Linked DNA regions of Mus musculus: region 2 is linked to region 1. A link is a contact called in public Hi-C data. All regions are on one chromosome and are shown on one strand. Each heading gives the region's core, a stretch centred on a gene start, on an enhancer-like site or on the middle of the called end of the contact. The rest is flanking DNA. Distances are from core to core; before and after follow the strand shown. Region 1 holds the start of Cyp2c50 (cytochrome P450, family 2, subfamily c, polypeptide 50). Region 2 overlaps Pdlim1 (PDZ and LIM domain 1 (elfin)).

Region 1 (6,513 bases), core at 899-3,398:
ACACGAAGATTATAAGATCCAGAAGTAAAACAGGTGGAGAACAGCATATATGAACTCAAACAGTTGTGACAACAAATACAAGACATCTAGACATTCAAGCCAGAAAACATTCCAGCAAGTATGTGTTGGTTGGGGGTGATCCTACTGTCTCAACAATAGCTGAGAATCTACTAGTAATTGGAAGCTTCCAGAAATAGAATATTAGGTTTTCATTAAAAGTGTGTTCCTGTGGATGAGTAGGAGAGTGGGGGTGTGGGGAGAGGGTATAGGGAACTTTCTGAATAGCATTTGAAATGTAAATGAAGTAAATACCTAATAAAATTGGATAAAAATAACCAAAGCATGATGTATGAAATTCTCAAAGAATTAATTTTTTTTAACTTTTGTTTTAAGGCAGGATCTCTCTGTGAAGTCCTGACCTGCCTACACATTGTATAGACCAGGACTACCTTGAACTCACAGTGATCCACCTGCCTCTGAATCTCAGATGCTTGGATTAAAGATGTAAGTCACCATGTCTAGAAATAAAAAAAAATTTAATTAAACAAAACAAATGAATACTAAAAAAAAAAAAAATGTGTGTTGCCTATTAAGAAAAACACCACATACCCAAAAGTATATACTGGACATGATGGGTTTAAAAAAAAATGAGAATGCTAAGTTGGTGGTTCTGGGATAAAGGACAGATCCATGAGAAGTTAAAGCAGAGATGAGTGAATTCAAAATGTGATGTATGAAATTCAAGGAATTAACAAAGGCACATTGGGAAGGATCACCTCTCTCTAAGGGATTTATTTCCTGCATTATAAGAATGGATCAGCCAACAGAAAAAAAAGGATAAACTGAGAATAAATAACCATTTTTCCATGTGTAAAATGATGCTGCTGTTAAATAAATATATAGAACTTACTTATCCAAAATAAGGTGTGTGAATTTGGGGGAATATGGGGCAATGTGCATAACCACAAGTTACTGCTTACTGTGTTGTAAACTGCCAAGAGCCCGCATCACAAAGTTCAACAAGTTATAAAACCAAACTTTTCTGAACTCCATGCAATAAAAACAGGGATAACCTTATTTACCAGATCTTTGTTTATTTTGTTTGATATTGATTAAAGTCACTTTTGAAGCATAGGGCAAAGTCACTAAATATGGTGGATACAAGCAACTGGAATGTTTCTGTGCAGGGAAAACAGGGGAGGCTTAAGTCCTTCTGTACCACTTTGTCTCTGGGTTCATCAAGGTTGTGAATTTATAAATCCCAGTTTCTCATTCTCAAATGGAAATAATCGTTCTTAAAAAAGAAAGTCGATCACACATAAAAGAGTAAAAGAGTGAAAATTGACAGAACTGCCTCAGGAATGTGATAACATCTTTGACTGCTGTGTCAATGTTTTCTTTAGTATCTTCTGCACTTGAGATTCTTTCCTCTATCTCTTGTATTCTGTTGGTGATGCTTTCATCTATGACTCCTGATTGCTTTCCTAGGTTTTCTATCTCCACGATTGTCTCTCTGTGATTTCTTTATTGTTACTAATTCCATTTTTACATCCTGGATGATTTTGTTCAATTCCTTGACCTGTTTGAGTTTTCCTGTAATTCTTTAAGGGATTTTTTTATTTCCTTTTTAAGGACTTCTACGTGTTTACCTGTGTTCTCCTGTATTTCTTTCTTTCTTTTTTTTTAAGAAACTCCATACCACATTCTATTTATTATATTTTTTAATTACTAAGCATTTGAAATGTAAATGAAGAAAATATCTAATAAAAAAGAAATGATACACAAAAATATACCCTGTAATAAAATCCAGATACATAGATAGATGATAGATAGATAGATAGATAGATAGATAATAGATAGATAGATAGATAGATAGATAGATAGATAGATAGATAGATAGATAGATAGATAGATAGAGTTCTTATTTATCAGCAATATTGGTCATACACAACTCAAGAAATTAAGGTAAGATCTCTTATGGGTACCGCATAAAGAACAAGGTAAAAGAAGTTCTTATTTGTCTTAGTATTGTAGCAATGTCTAGTTGAAAGAGAGATTAAACAATGTTTGATTAGTCAAGAATGTTCCAAAGTGCAATGGATTGATCTGGAGATGAACTACAAAAAAAGGCTGCCCCCAATCACAACTGTGTCAGTAAGAAGAATCTCCATGGATCCAATCCTGGTCCTGGTGTTCACCCTCTCCTGTCTGTTTCTCCTCTCACTCTGGAGACAGAGCTCTGAAAGGGGGAAGCTCCCTCCTGGCCCCACTCCTCTTCCAATTATTGGAAATATCCTTCAGATCAATGTGAAGGACATCTGCCAATCCTTCACCAATGTAAGTATGCCTTATGCTTCTCCAGTATTTTGCATGGGGATATATAAGTCATGATGCTTTCAATAAAATTCTATCACGGGAGCAATATTATTTTAAAATGTTCATTAAGTAGGAAACTGTAATGTAGTTCTTTTGTCACTAGTCCTGGTTGGGAAATTAGTAATGAGCAACGCTTCAGGTTGAAGAACACTTATGTCATTGCATTTTATAATATAATCGCATAGTTTTAAGTTATGCTTATTCAAATCCTTATTTTCTATTATAACACACTACTATTACCAGTCTAAAATTGTTTTAAATCATTGAGAATGCAGTTAAATTTTCCTAACATTTCCATTTCTTTCGATTCCTAGTTATCAAAAGTTTATGGCCCTGTGTATACTCTATATTTGGGCAGGAAGCCCACTGTGGTGTTGCATGGATATGAGGCAGTGAAGGAAGCTCTGGTTGACCATGGGGAGGAGTTTGCTGGAAGAGGAAGGCTCCCAGTTTTTGATAAAGCTACTAATGGAATGGGTAAGTATACATGTACTGCATAGTATGCATAGTGAGCTAAAGGATGGAAAGCAGAGGCCAACTCTGCTCCTGAGACACAGTTTGTGATTCTATGGCAGCCACCAGACATCCTCTACTTCTACTCCAGGATTTACTCTCTAATGTCTGTTTTTATTGCTTTAGGCATTATATTTAGTAAAGGAAATGTATGGAAAAACACAAGGCGCTTCTCACTCACGACTCTGCGGAATTTAGGCATGGGAAAAAGGAGCATTGAGGACCGTGTTCAAGAGGAAGCACGTTGCCTTGTGGAGGAACTTAGGAAAACCAATGGTAAGTGCAGGTTTAGAACCTGATCTAGGTATGGCAGTATGAGTGATTTTGTTCCTGTCCTATTTGAATTATTTTTTTCTAATGAGGTGTATAGGTCTCATGTTAATGTTTCAGTGAATGGCCAATCCATGCATTGCCCTTAGCATAAATGTAGCATAAAATTTATCAAGTGTCTTAACATGATAACAAGGGCATGGTGTCTTCTATGTGTATTTTAATGATATTTTACAATTGTTTCCAAATTTTCAGGCTCACCCTGTGATCCCACCTTCATCCTGGGCTGTGCTCCCTGCAATGTCATCTGCTCAATTATTTTCCAGGATCGTTTTGATTATAAAGATCGGGATTTTCTTAATTTGATGGAAAAACTGAATGAAATAACCAAGATAATGAGCACCCCTTGGTTGCAGGTGAAGTCATGATTCCTTGACTCTGAGAACATTCTTTTGCTCTTTATTATTTGCAGGTCAGATTGAACAAAGACCGAGTAGTGAGGTGACCAGACATGACAGTGCTGACTAACGTATTATGGAAAGAATATTTGGAAGCAAATTCCAAACCTCTTGCTATACAAATGGAAAACTAGAAGGGGCAATGCCAGGATAGCTTTGGCCTGCTATCTCCCTATCTATTGATTTCTCTATTAACTTCCACGGAAATCTTTTGATTAAATACTGTATTCACTTCTAGAAATTTGGCAAGTCACTCTTAGGACATTCTTCTACTATGTAATTTATTGGCCTCTTTTCAACAATTACACACATCTTCATCATATTACCAGCAAGGAGTATCTCAGTACAGAAAGACTATTCTCTTAAAGAGAAAGAATATGTGTGGCAATGAGAGCTGCCAAGAAGCAGTTACTTCAGTGGCTTGGTGCATAAGCAAGAACTCTAGTTTACAGGGTAAGAGGAAGAAGTTACAAGGTGCATGATTTCATTCTGTGTGGACGATAAGCATCCTCCCAGAATTGTCTTATGCTGAACTAGCCTTTCATGAAAACTACATAAAGAATAATTGTATTGGAAAACTCCACACAGGTTTTGGTATATAATTTATTTTAAGGCATAAACTCTTTTGTTTTAAAAAGCTGCTTGGTAAGAATAAAATCTTCAGTTATTAAATTTCTTCTGTAAATCAAGTCACCCAGACATCTTAAGTTCTTCTGTAGAGTATGTGTGTAAGTAATTTACATATGTGATATTTCAAACATGAGAATAGAGTTCTTGGAGCTATCAAAGAACAGACATGAACGTATTTTGCACAAAAAAAGATATGTGAGTGTGAAATTTTTGCTGTTCTTTGGTCATTTGGGCAGTAATTTCTCCCTTGTATTTCTCTATTAGAATAGAGAATTAGCATGTATGAAAAAAAAACTACCTCCTTAGGATGCACTAAAGTACATATTTTGATCTATCAATTCAAATCAATCATGTGGGATGATATAAATATGCCTTACTTACTTCATTACAATTTATTCATTTAGTAAATTCTTGAATTCCCTATAGGTTTGCAATACATTTCCTGTTCTGCTTGATTATTGTCCAGGAAGTCATAACAAAGTTTTTAAAAATTATGCTTGTATTAAAAATTTCCTTTTGGAGAAAATAAAAGAACATGAAGAATCATTGGATGTTACAATTCCTCGGGACTTTATTGATTATTTCCTAATTAATGGAGGCCAGGTAAAGAGTTTATACACATTTATACAATTACTAAATTGATCAAGTTCTTTACAGTCCACTGAATAATCACTAATTTCAAATTATGTCTAAACTCATGACAATACCATGTGAAAAACAATTTAGTAATTATTATTTTGTTTGAGTATGAATGGAAGAAATAGAATTAATTTGTTAATTGACACTGGTATTTAAATTACAAACAAAAGAAAGAATTTAAAACCATCTTGTGAGTAGAAAGGCAACAGAAAAGGTAGATGGGATGAAACAAATTCCAATTTACTCATACATCATGAACTGTCCTATCTTACCATGAACACAGATATCATCATACCACAGTGATGGATCATTAACATCCTACAGGTTAAAATTGATAGTGAGGTACTTGTACTGATGTAAAGGGGATCTTGAAAGGACTGAGTGATGTAGGGAGAGGTGTGCCTTGGTAAGAGTGGGTAGATGAAAGAGTAAAGCTTTGAATATGATCTCCAATTAATTTGCCCCAATGGAGATGGAGATGGGAATTATTTGGGCATGTTGTAAGGATTAACTGATGGTATTGTATAATTTGGGAAAAACACAGTTTCCTACAGTTTCTGAGATATTCTCACGTAAAAAAGCAATCACTAATAAATACCCGTTATTATTGGAGAGAATCAGATCTGCTCCCCTCATCTCTTTATCCTTTGCTAGCAGTCCAGTTCACATGGATTCTTTCCTGAAACACTTTAACAATATTTAAAATGTGAGCTCCTCAATGTCAGTACTCATTTTGCCAGACTGCTTGACCATTTCCATTTGAATTTACATTTCCATTTGAATTTTAAGATATATTAACACTTTCTACAAAGCAGCCAGTGGGTACTCATACAAAAATTGCACTTAATCTCTCAATCATTCTAAAGAGTTGTTTCATTTTTAAAACAGAGATAAAATAATATATGATGCTACTAAGTGTATTTTGAATGCACTGTAGTATTATTTAATGCATTTAGAAATAGTGCACCTATTCCCATCAAAATTCCAACTCAATTATTCACTGAGTTAGAAAGAGCAATTTTCAAACTCATCTGGAAAATAAAAAAGCTGGGATAGCAAAAATTATTCTCAACAATAAAGAAACCTCTGGTGGGATCACCATGCCTGACATTAAGCTGTACTACAGAGCAATTGTGATAAAAACTGCATGGAACTGGTACAATGACAGACAGGTAGATCAATGGAATAGAATTGAAGACCCAGAAATGAATCCACACAGCTATAGTCACTTGATCATTGACAAGGGAGCTAAAACCATCCAGTGGAAAAAAGACAGCATTTTAAACAAATGGTGCTGGGACAACTGGCAGTTATCATGTAGAAGAATGCAAATTGATCCATTCTTATCTCCTTGTACAAAGCTCAAATCTAAGTGGCTCAAAGACCTCCACATAGGACCAGAGACACTGAAATTAATAGAGGAGAAAGTAGGAAAAAGCCTCGAAGATATGAGCACAGGGGAAAAATTCCTAAACAGAACAGCAATGGCTTGCGCTGTAAGATCAAGAATTGATAAATGGGACCTCATAAAATTTCAAAGCTTCTGTAAGGCCAAAGACACTGTCAGAAAGACAAAAAGACCATCAACAGATTGAGAAAGGATTTTTACCAATCTTAAATCTGATAG
Region 2 (6,079 bases), core at 3,464-5,963, 130 kb after region 1:
GTGTGATTTCAAGATGGTACAACCACTCTGGAAATCAGTTCGGTGGTTCCTCAGAAAACTGGACATAGTACTACTGGAAGATCCAGCAATACCTCTCCTGGGCATATATCCAGAAGATGTTCCAACTTGTAATAAGGATACATGCTCCATTATGTTCATAGCAGCCATATTTATAACAGCCAAAAGCTGGAACTAACCCAGATGTCCCTTAACAGAAGAATGGATACAGAAAATGTGGTACATTTACACAATGGAGTACTACTCAGCTATTAAAAACAATGAATTTATGAAATTTTTAGGCAAATGGATGGATCTGGAGGATATCTTCCTGAGTGAGGTAACCCAATCTCAAAAGAATACACATGAAATGCATTCACTGATAAGTGGATATTAGCCCAGAAACTTAGTATACCCAAGATACAATTTGCAAAACACATGAAACTTAAGAAGAAGGTTGACCAAAGTGTGGATACTTCGTTCCTTCTTAGAATGTGGAACAAAATAACCCATGGAAGGAGTTACAAAGACATAGGAGCAGAGCCTGAAGGAATGGCCATCCAGAGACTGCCACACTTGGGGATCCAACCCATAAACAACCACCAAACCCCGACACTAGGCAGATGCCAACAAGAGCCTGCTGACAGGTCTGTCAGTGCCTGGCAAATACAGAAGTGGATGCTCATAGTCATCCATTGGACGGGGCACAAGGTCCCCAATGAAGGAGCCAGAGAAATACCCAGGGAACTGAAGGGAACTGAAGCCCCATAGAAGGAACATCAATATGAACTATCCAGTATCCCCCCCAGAGCTCCTTGGAACTATAACACCAATCAAAGAAAACACATGGTGGAACTTGTGGCTCTAGATATATATGTAGCAGAGGATAGCCTAGTCCATCATCAGTGGGAGGAGAGGCCCTTGGTTCTGTGAAAGCTCTATGCCCCAGTATAGGGGAATGACAGGACCAGGAATGGAAGTGGGTGGGTTAGGGAGCAGGGAGGGAGGGGGGATAGGGAATTTTCAGAGGGGAAATTAGGAAAGGGGAATAACATTTGAAATGTAAATAAAGAAACTAATTTTAAATTTTAAATAAAAAAAAATGATGACTTCACATATTTTTTTAGGCAAGTGGATGGACCTAGAAAATATCCTGAATGAAGTAACCCAGACCCAAAAGGACATTCATGATATTTACTCAGTGGTAAGTGGATAGCAGCCCAAAAGCTCTAAGTAAGCTGCCTTTTGATTCTCCCACTGTTATCCTATCCTGAAAACTTTAAGATCACAGGGTATGTGAGGTCATGAGCACAAAGAGCCAGGCAGCTGCAGAACAACCTGACCTGCTCCAGCATACTCTCTCACAGTGGGCATCATCCAAGCTGGCAATCTCTGTGTCACCCTAGTGTGTTGATTCTGACACAGTGATCCAAGGTAGGAATATTCCATGCCCACAGCCCCAAGAGATCATTTCTGTGATAAGATGCAATAATTACAAGATGCAACCATTTTCTCATTACAGAACCTCCTCGCTTCTCAAACCAAGTACGCACACAGTATGAACTGGAGACCACCTTGGTCAACTGTCTGCAGAGATACTGGTGCAGCAGCTAGAATTGCTACAACTTCCTGGTGGAATTGTGCTGCAGATGGACCTTACTTGGGTCCTCGATCCACAGGCGAAACTCGGGTTCCAGTGGTTACAGGCGAGCAAGGAGTGGCGCGGAAAGGGTGGCAAACAGACACGGACACAAGGGAGTGCTGTGTCTGGATGCATTTTGTCAAAGTGAGCATCAGTCTTATATAATACAGAGAACAAAGACGTTAAGTGATACATTAAGACCATCCAAGGTACATTGAAGTAACGATACAGAAGAATGCATACTAAAAGCTAAAAGGAACCAACTGGGATAAAAATCAATGTTAACAGCTGGGACCAAAAGCAGCTCCATCTAAGGTCAGCTTAATCTTAAGTCAGGGCAGGGGCTTCTAGCCCTGGCCATAGTTCCAATTCTAGTCTATTGTGTAGTCCACCTTCCCCTTAGGCCATTGTAAATTCCTGTGTAAGAGAATGGCTCAGCTATCTATAGTTCTAATTATCTGTTCTAGTTCCTCCTTAGACCACAACCTTCCTTCTTCCTAGGTCATTGTAAATTCCTGTGTAGGGCAGTGACTCAGGTACCCATGCCCAGGGTCGGCTCAAGGACTGCCTAGGACATTGGAACACTGGTGAAGAATCTAACTTAGCTATATGTCAAAATCAATCAATCCTCAGAGGCACTTAAAATAAAGCAATATTGAGGGAAAGCACACAGATCCATTTACCGACTAAAGCAAGGACAGATTTGAAGCATTTGTTATTACAGGATGCCACAGTTCCAAGAGACTAAGTTTCCATGAACGTTTCGCCTCAGGACTGCACCCAAGCTTTTGGGCCTGTCACTCGGGTCACTACTGGAGTGGATGTGTCAGAATTGTCTGGAGTTCATTGCCATTTCCCAGCACCTCTTCTTGTAACATGAACCAGAATGGGAACAGAGATCAGTGATAGAGCACTTGCCTAACAAACACAAGCCCTGGGTTTGACCCCAGCAGTGCAAAATAAGTAAACATATTACTGAAAACTTAATTCCAGAACCTTGAATCTTCTAAGAATGACAAAACTACGCCATTTCAAACCCATCCCTTGCTTTATTTATGCATGCATTTATTTGTGGCTATGATTCTTACAGATTTTGAAGAGTATTTCTTAATTTGGAGCCCTGGGCTTTTGCAGGGCATTTTGTTATGCAAGGGGAAATGAGATGTTTCAACTTTCTTATTAAACATCATAGTACTTGTCTCACTGGACAAAGAACTGAGTGGATGCTATGCCAATCACTGAGTATGCTTACGACAACTGTATTCAAAGGTCAGGAAAATATCCGCTGGTCCTTATATTCACTCGCTCTAACAGAGAGGCCGTGTTGTTTTGCACCTATGAGCATCAACATATCTCAACCTGGATCCAACCAACAGTTTCCAGAAATATCTTCTTTTTATTAATCATTCTATTTGTTCACATCTCAAATGATATCCCACTTCCCAGTTACCCCTCCACACGCCCCCCATCCTACAAACTCACTCTCCTCCTTCCCCTTTGCCTCTATGAGGGTGCTCCCCACCCACCCACCCATCCTCTCCCACTCCACCACTCCAGCATTCCCCTACGCTGGGGCATCAAACCTCCACAGGACCAAGGGTCTCTACTCTCATTGATGTCAGACAAGGCTATTCTCTTCTACCTATGTATCTGGAGCCATGGATCCCTCCCTGTACACTCCTTAGTTGGTGGTCTAGTCCCTGGAAGCACTGCATGATCTGACCAGCTGATGTTGTTCTTCCTATGGGGTTACAATCCCCCTCAGCTCCTCCAATCCTTCTGCCATCTCCCCCACCAGGGTTCCTGAACCCAGTCTGATGGTTGGCTCCAAACATCCACATCTGTATTGGTCAGATGCTGGCTGAACCTCCCAAGGAGCAGTCATAGCAGATTCCTGTCAGCAAGTGACTCTTGCCAATGGCAACATTGTCGGGTTTGATGTCTGAAGACAGGATGGATCCCCAGGTGGGGCAGTCCCTGGATGGTTCTTCCTTCAGTCTCTGTTCCACGTTTTGTCCTTGTTCTTCCTTTGGACAGGAACATTTCTGAGTTAAAAACTTTGAGATGGGTGTATGGCCCCATCCCTCAACTTGGGGCCATGCCTATCTACTGGAGGTGGTCTCTACGGGTTCTATCTCCCCTTCTCTGCTAAAATCATCCCCGTTGGGTCCTAAGAGCCTCTCGTTTCCCTAGTGTCTGGGACCCTCCAGTGACTATCCCCAGCTCCTCATTACCCCTCCCCCCCATATATTTTTATTCGATTTCCTGACCCTCTGTACCTCTCTCCTGACCCGTTCAGTCCTCCAGTACCTGATAATGCACCCCCCTTAAATTCTCCCCCTCTTCTCTTCCTGCCAGGTCACCCCTCCCTCCACCTCCCTTGATCGTCCTGTTCCCCCCTCAATGCTGGACTGAAGGATCCACACCCTGGTCTTCCTTCCTCCTAAGCTCCATATGGTCTGTGGGATGTATCATGGGTATTATGAGTTTGGAGGCTAATACCCACTTATCACTGAGTACATACCACTTGCATTCTTTTGTATCTGTGTTCTGCCTCCCCATGACTTAACTGTACAATAAAATGGCCAAGAATTCAGTGCTCACTTAGTTTTAGTCTTGTCAACTTGACACAAACTAGTTTTATATGAGAGAACCACAATTGAGATTCTACCTCCATAAAATAGCCTGCTTTAGTATTTAATGCACTTTCTTATTTTTATCTTTTGGCTGTTAATTCATTTTATTAATTATTGATTGATGTAGAAGGCCCAGACCTTAGGGGTAGTGCCACCCCTGACTCACGGTCCTCGGTGCTATAAGAAAGCAGGCTGAACAAACCACAGCAAGCAAGCCTATAAGTAGCATTCTTCCCTGACCTCCACACCAGCTCCTGCCTCCAGGTATCTACCTTGTTTAAGTTCCTGCCCTGACTCCCTTCCATGAAGAACTGTGTGGTGGTTTGCCGTGCGTGTCTGTGTCTCTCTTGGAGTCAGGCCTGTTAAACACCAGGCTGGCCTGGAGGAAGGGAAGCTTAGCTGGTGGATCAGGATGGATGCAGGCAGGATCTTGACCAGCGGTCACTAACGTTCACGCACATAGGATAAACAAAACAAAACAAACAAAACCGCTTGCCCTGATGATGCAGCATAATGGAAAAAGGAAAAAGGGGGAAAAAAAAAAAAACAGGCTGCTCGTCAGGAGCTTTGCCCTTTTGGAATACAACCAAGAACAAGCAACAGGAACAAAGAACACACTTCCAGGAACAGCTTTTGAGAACTGGTTTAGTTTATTGCAGGGAAATGGCTATTTAAACCTTTGTGGGGGATGAGTAGGGGCTTTAGGGAGAATGTACATCATTGGCCAGGTGCTGGGGATGCCTCATTTGCATAAGGGAGCATTCCAGGTGCTGCTGAATATGGCCTACCACCCACATCTGAGCTCTCTGCCACTTGTGGTCTTGCTTCTGAGATAGCACGCCTACGCAGTCTGGAAAAGAATGGTAGAAGCATACTCTAAGACGAACTGGAGGAGCTACCTACCTGTTATTTGGGAAATGTGGTGATGAAAATTAGAATGGCCCCCACCAGCTCGCTTGTTTCACTATTCCAAACTTAGTAGAACTGTTTTGAGAAAGATAAGTAGATACGGTCTTGTTGGAAGAAGTGTGTCACTGTGAACAGGCTTTGAGGTCTCAAAAGACTCACACCATCTACAGTGTGTCTGTCTGTCTTTCTGTCTCGTGCATGTGGACTAAGACACAAGCTCTTAGTTTGTTCCTTCACTCCGCCATCATGGGCTCTCAGCACCTGAAACTGTAAGCTAAGTTAAATGCTTTCTTCTATAAGTTGCCTGAGTCATGGTGTTTTCTCACCGTAATAGAAAAGTTTCTAAAACAGGAAGTTTTATTCCCTCAAACTCCAAGACAATTTCTCTAAAACAGAACCAAACAAGATATAATAGGGCGGTGGTCTGAATGACAGTGCCCCCCCACACACACACAGGCAGTGAACACTTGGTCCCCAGTTGGTGGTGCTACGCCACTTGCTGTCATGCCTCTCTACCAAGACTGTAAGCCCAAATGAACTAGTTCTTCTATAAGTTGCCTTCATCATGTTTTACCACAGCAACAGAAAAATAACTAAGAATATTTGCTGTTCTCAATGATGCTTACAGCAAGTCACAAAGATGAAAAGAAACACAGCTTGTTCATAGTAGCTTTCTCATGCCTGGGAAAAGCCTTACATCTCTCACAACTTTAGAAACCAAACCTAATAGAGACTCCATATTTCATGAAACAAGACATAGAACACAGGCAGAGTCAACTAAGAGGTCACACATTGCTTTAAAGTCTAAATTTATTAAGTAAAACCAAGTAACATCAGAGATACTACATTTGGCTTAGTTCCAATGGACCAATGTCCATTTGCAGCAGAGAAGACT

The links. Hi-C and Micro-C count contacts between places; a contact is called where the count stands out from the background.
Region 2: a Hi-C map of liver shows a contact between it and region 1, with 3 times the contacts expected there. The contact joins the enhancer-like site here to the promoter of Cyp2c50 in region 1. A contact is called at or near these places in 3 of 484 Hi-C or Micro-C datasets (liver and nephron progenitors) and 4 of 9 other capture datasets (adipose tissue, embryonic stem cells, liver and 1 more).

Annotation. Positions count from the first base shown.
Region 1 is chr19:40,087,531-40,094,043 of GRCm38.p6, forward strand. Cyp2c50 (cytochrome P450, family 2, subfamily c, polypeptide 50) reads left to right here and starts at 2,149. Exons shown (of 9, transcript NM_134144.2): 1 at 2,149-2,337; 2 at 2,691-2,853; 3 at 3,016-3,165; 4 at 3,415-3,575; 5 at 4,674-4,850. The coding sequence starts at 2,170.
Region 2 is chr19:40,216,263-40,222,341 of GRCm38.p6, forward strand. Pdlim1 (PDZ and LIM domain 1 (elfin)) reads right to left here. Exons shown (of 7, transcript NM_016861.4): 7 at 5,977-6,079. Among named protein-coding and RNA genes, the nearest start is that of Cyp2c70, 32 kb to the left of the region's middle. Within about 2 kb of position 4,714, at least 3 of the 459 cell types and tissues checked have an H3K27ac peak or open chromatin away from gene starts, as enhancers often do. A contact at or near this core is called in liver, where this site is marked.